Regions from separate parts of the Mus musculus genome. Here region 1 is linked to region 2. The links are chromatin contacts, called in public promoter capture Hi-C maps. All regions are on one chromosome and are shown on one strand. The core of a region is the stretch at or near the end of the contact, and the rest is flanking DNA. Distances in the headings are between cores, read along the strand shown.

What was found. Promoter capture Hi-C pulls out the DNA fragments that hold promoters and counts their contacts.
Region 1: a contact with region 2 is called in a promoter capture Hi-C map of liver. The contact joins the promoter of Atoh7 here to the enhancer-like site in region 2. A contact is called at or near these places in 7 of 39 promoter capture datasets (3T3-L1-derived adipocytes, embryonic stem cells, liver and 1 more), 1 of 115 datasets of contacts at active chromatin or transcription factors (large pre-B cells) and 2 of 9 other capture datasets (liver and pancreatic islet).

The regions. Positions count from the first base shown.
Region 1 is chr10:63,098,401-63,101,100 of GRCm38.p6, forward strand. Atoh7 (atonal bHLH transcription factor 7) reads left to right here and starts at 1,385. Exons shown (of 2, transcript NM_001364648.2): 1 at 1,385-2,136; 2 at 2,336-2,700. The coding sequence starts at 1,756. The coding sequence ends at 2,344.
Region 2 is chr10:62,998,836-63,001,535 of GRCm38.p6, forward strand. Rufy2 (RUN and FYVE domain-containing 2) reads left to right here. Exons shown (of 18, transcript NM_027425.4): 11 at 1,398-1,565. Among named protein-coding and RNA genes, the nearest start is that of Rufy2, 20 kb to the left of the region's middle. Within about 2 kb of position 1,371, at least 13 of the 459 cell types and tissues checked have an H3K27ac peak or open chromatin away from gene starts, as enhancers often do.

The sequences.
Region 1 (2,700 bases), core at 135-2,634, 100 kb after region 2:
ACTGTTAGGACCGAGGAGTGATGGAGCTGAGTGGCTCTGTGCAAAAAGTCTGTGTCCAACATCTGTCGCTCTGAAGATTATTAATGTTCAATTGCTTCCCATTGTCTTCAAGTTATTCAACTTCATTTCCCCGTCAGTGCTTTAGCTGGGGACTAATAAACTATTTATGGGAAGACGGGGCTTGAAGTCAGGGTGGTGGTGTTGGGGCTGTAGTCTGAGGTACCAGCGGGGTAAACAAGTCCAAGTTAAAAGGCCTCTTGATTTGTATGTAGACGATTTAACTAAACAAAAAAATCTGAGGTTACATCCATGGTTCGAAAGGAGAGAGAGCTTCCTTGGCCCTTCCTGAAATATAGAACTGAAAATATTAGAGCCTGTTTCTTTGCCTTTACACTCCCCTGAAAAACAAGAAACAAGCTGAGACGAGAGGGGATAATTAAAGATTTCTCTGTGTAAATCTAATAATTATCAGTGGTGGAAATCATGTTTTGTTACTGTTCTTGAGGACAGAGGACATAGAACAACACTGAATTGCATGAAATATTTTTAGTGGTATAAGAGACAGGCAAAAAGAAAATGCATTAAGATTTTTTTAAACTCCCCAAATTATTTAGATGTTTCCGTTTTTGCATACACACGTGCATGAAGATGTCTTGTTAAGTTTAAATGGTAAACAATGAAGCGATTAGTTATCATTTCAGTTTGTGGCTCAATATTAATGAACAAGAAAATGAAATAGAGCTGCTGAATAAACCTGTCAAGGCCTTGGAACCCACAGAACATAGTATCGAGGTGAACACTGACACATTTGTATCTTTGGATTCATCTTAAGTTGTTTCACAGAAATTATTCACAGAGTCACATTCCAGGCCTGCAACAGTATTTGGATTTCCTAATTTGTATGAATTTATTTAGTAAATTAAATGAAAATGTTAATACTTTATCGCCGCTTCTTAACAAAGCAAAATCTTGATAACCTTCGGATACGCCCTAGCAATGTTAGAAGCAACATCTTCCCGCAAAATGATTTTTCTACTTAATCATTTAAAAACCCGGCCTTTGTTTTTTGATATGTAAGCTTCCTGCTGGTTTGGGAAAAGATGGACCAGGCTCTCCCTTCACCCCCACCTTCTTATTCTATTGGGGACAGTCAGACCAGGCCACTCCAGATGGTGTGTTAGTTAGCGTTGGACATAGCTTTGGAGACACTTCAACAGACGAAGGCAATGATGTCAGGATTTTGCTGTGCGTCGCCCCCTCCCCCCTGCCGTTCCCAGGGTAGGAAGGTGCTGAGATGGGAGCGGAGGGACGCCCGCCCACCTGCCACCACCTGTTCCCTCCTTGAGCCCTGGGCTATAAATTCTCCTCCCTCATCGCTCTGTCCGACATCTACTGCAAGCTGTCCAAACGCTCCTGACCTAGCAGAGCTTCTGGGAAGATTTCGTCACCCCGAAAAGCAGTCTCAGGCTTTCCCAGAGAACTGGAAAGGCTTTCTATCCCCGACCCCCAAGAACGATCCGCAGCAAACTGCAAGAAAGTTTCCTCCTCGTTCAACTTTACGTGTTTGGGGTGGAGTGGGGAGGAATGACTTTTTCCTGAGCATCACTTCCACTGCATCTGGGCAAGGGAAGGGACTTCCCAGCAGGACCCAAGCTAGGGTCCCACACAGTGTCCTCTGGCCACTGACTGACTGCACGTGAGTCGCTCCGTCTGTGTCTTATTCACTCTTGGGAGTCCTGCAGAGCGGCAGCGTGGATGAAGTCGGCCTGCAAACCCCACGGCCCTCCGGCGGGAGCTCGCGGCGCGCCCCCGTGCGCGGGCGCAGCCGAGCGCGCGGTCTCGTGCGCGGGGCCCGGGCGGCTGGAGAGCGCGGCGCGCAGGCGTCTGGCGGCCAACGCGCGCGAGCGGCGCCGCATGCAGGGGCTGAACACGGCGTTCGACCGGCTGCGCAGGGTGGTGCCGCAGTGGGGCCAGGACAAGAAGCTGTCCAAGTACGAGACACTGCAGATGGCGCTCAGCTACATCATCGCGCTCACCCGCATCCTAGCCGAAGCCGAGCGGGACTGGGTCGGGCTGCGCTGCGAGCAGCGGGGCCGCGATCACCCCTACCTCCCTTTCCCGGGTGCTAGGCTCCAGGTAGACCCTGAGCCCTATGGGCAGAGGCTCTTCGGCTTCCAGCCGGAGCCCTTCCCCATGGCCAGCTAAGCCTCGGGGCCATTTGGGTCTTAGGGGAGAAAACTCAATCACCTTTTCTGCTTAATTTCCTTCCCGTTTCAAACAGGTAGATGAAATGAGTTCATTGCCTCCCTATCTCCACTTCTCTTGTGTTTTGTAGGTTTCATGAGTGGACATCGCGAATGACTTTGGACTGCTGTGAAAATAATGCTCTGTTCCTTTTAGCCTAAGACAACGGGGCTGGGGTCTAGCCGAGTTTGTAGAGGACTTGTCTTGCATGTATAAAAGTGGGGTTGAGCCCCAGCTGCCGCTTAGGCAGAGCACGGTGATGCACGGCCTGTAATCCTAGCGTCATTCAGGAGGTGGAGAAACATATATATTTAAATATTTAAGACCCCATGTCAAAAAAAAAAAAAAGATTGAATAAGACTGGTACTAAACCATCAGACAGTTAGTTACCTTCTTAAACTGTGCAAGTTTGTCCCTATTGGGCGAAGTTGTATTATGTGACTTGTTTATGTTCTG
Region 2 (2,700 bases), core at 121-2,620:
GGCTGGCCTCGAACTCAGAAATCCGCCTGCCTCTGCCTCCCGAGTGCTGGGATTAAAGGCCACCACGCCACCATGCCCGGCTAAAAACACATCTCGATGTTTTTACCTTTTTTTCTTTTAAATGGGGGAGGTTGCAAGGGAAGAGGGTACATACTAGGGGATGGGAAGAGAGAAAGACTGGTGTACATGATGTGAAACAATGAATCAAAAAGTTTGGGGGAAAAAAAAAAACCTGGTCTTGGTGACACACAGCTCTAATCTCCAGCACTCCGGAGGTAGAGGCAGGGGGATTTCTGTATGTTTGAGGCCAGCCTAGTCTACAAAGCGAGTTCTAGGACAGCCAGGACTCTCACACAGAGAAACCCTGTCTTGAAAATCAAAACAAAACACCCACCTCTCTCAGTATTTTTAAAACTGAGTTACCATCTGTGGTTGTTAGTGTGACTGCAGACCACCATCACAAAAACAATACGTAAGAGGACAGAGTGGAGTATGTATGTTAGCAACATCGCACTTAAAACTTCAGATTTCGGATTGTGAGACACACACAAAAATGCACACATGCAGTTTAATGAAGCAAAATGCAGATACTTATTGCCTAGGCAGAGAGGAGGCTACTGCACGCCTTTCAGTGTGCTTCTCCTGTCGGTCTTTAGCCTTAGGAAACATCTTCATCTGGTTGGTTGGTTTGACAGTGTGCTAGTTTTTGTTAACTTGACAGGAACTGGAGTCACCGAGGAAATACCCCCATTGGATTCGTCTGTAAACAAGTCTGTGAGACATTTCTTTTTCTCAAATTAATGATCAGTGTGAGAGTCCAGCCCAGTGTGGGTAGTAGCATTCCAGACAGGTGGTCCTGGGGATGTTAGAAATAAGGCAGCCTGTGCAGGTCATGGGGAGCAAGCCAGCATTCCTCTCTAGGCTCTGCTCCAAGTTCCTGCCTTTGACTGTAACTGTAAGCCAAATCAACTCTTGTCTCTGAAGTTGCTTTTGTTTAGTGTTTTGTCACAGCAATAGAATGCAAACTAGGACAGATGAGATCTCACTCTCTAGCTCTGGCTGGTCTGGGCCTTCTGTGTAGACCAGGCTAGCTTCAGCCCCAGAGATCCTCCTGAGGAGTGCTAGACTGAAGGTGTACAGCAGTAGGCCCAGACCTTGTTTTTGAAACAGACCTCACTGTGTAGCCCAGGCTGCCCTTGAACTCAAAGCAGTCCCCCTGTCCCATTCTCTTCAGTGCTGGGACTACATGTGGGAACCACCACACCAGGCAGGCTGATGTTGAATAATATACTTAAACAGAACAGAGGAGTGGAACAGTGCTCCCAGCCTTGTTAACGGTTGCGGTTGCACCCACCTGATTTTGATAACCTGAAATTGAAGACACTGTGAAATTGCAGGATGTGGAGAATGAGCTATCAGTACAAGTTGGCATGAAGCATGAGATGGAGCTGGCCATGAAGCTGTTGGAGAAAGACATTCACGAGAAACAAGACACTCTCATAGGCCTTCGGCAACAGCTGGAAGAAGTCAAAGCAATCAACATTGAGATGTATCAAAGGCTGCAGGTACTCAATGTTCTTTGACCCTTGGTATTGCTAGGAAGTAAACTCACGGCTTTGTGCATGATGGACACTGACCATTCACTGAGCCCCCTCCACCTTGATTTCTGTTTCATGAGACAGGGTTTCTTTATATAGCCCTGGCTGTCCTGGAGCTCACTATGTGGACAAGGCTGGCCTCCTAAACTGCCCCTGCCTCCTAAGTGTTGGAATTAAGTTTGTGCCACCACGCCTGGATCCTTTCTCCTTTGAGATGGTACATTCTCCTTCTCAGTGTTGGGGCAGACTACACGGTTTGATGCACCGTCAGTCATGCCGGGGAAGGCAGTGGGGGAGTGGCTGGCAGCCCTAGCTCCTGAAGCTGCTTGCTCCCGATAGGGTACAGGCGGGGTGGCCCGCCTATCTGACTCTTTCAGCGCTGAGACTGCAAGCCACACTTGCTAAGGCTTGCTAAGGTGCAAGTGTGGCTGGCAGTCAGAGGATGCTCTGTGGGAGTCAGCCCTTTCCTTCCACCACATGGTTTTGGAAATGAAGGCATGTTGGCAAGTGCTTTACCTCCTGAGCCATCTCGCTGGCCTATTTTTACCCCCAAGACTTAGTTGACTTGCAATTGTTATTGCAGGCAATAACTAACTTGTACATTTCAGCTACAAATTCACAAAAAGTACTCCCCACCCCTTTTTTGTGCCAAGATCCAACCCTAGGCCTCATCAGATTAGGGACATCCCACCCAGCCAGTCCCAAATCTATTTTCCCTTCTTCCTCTCTCTTCTCAATTTATAAATTTCACTTTTTAAAAAAATGTAGACTGTATGAATATGCACCACACATATGCCTTGTGCCTAATGAGGGTGTGGAACCCTCTGAGCCATCTCTCCAGCCTCTCACTGTGTAGCCTTACTAGCCTAGAACTTACTTCTTAGACCAGGCTAGCCTTGAACTCCAAGTGATCTGCCTGGTTTTGCCTCTGCAGTGCTGGGATAGAGGCCTGTGCTCCACATCTGGCACTTAGGAATGAATTACACTTATTTTTCTGATGTGTGTGTACCACAGCGCACACACAGAGAAGTCAGAGGATAACTTGTGGAGTGGGCAGTCTTCTTTCATCATATAGATCTTGAGGATCCAACTTTGATTTTCC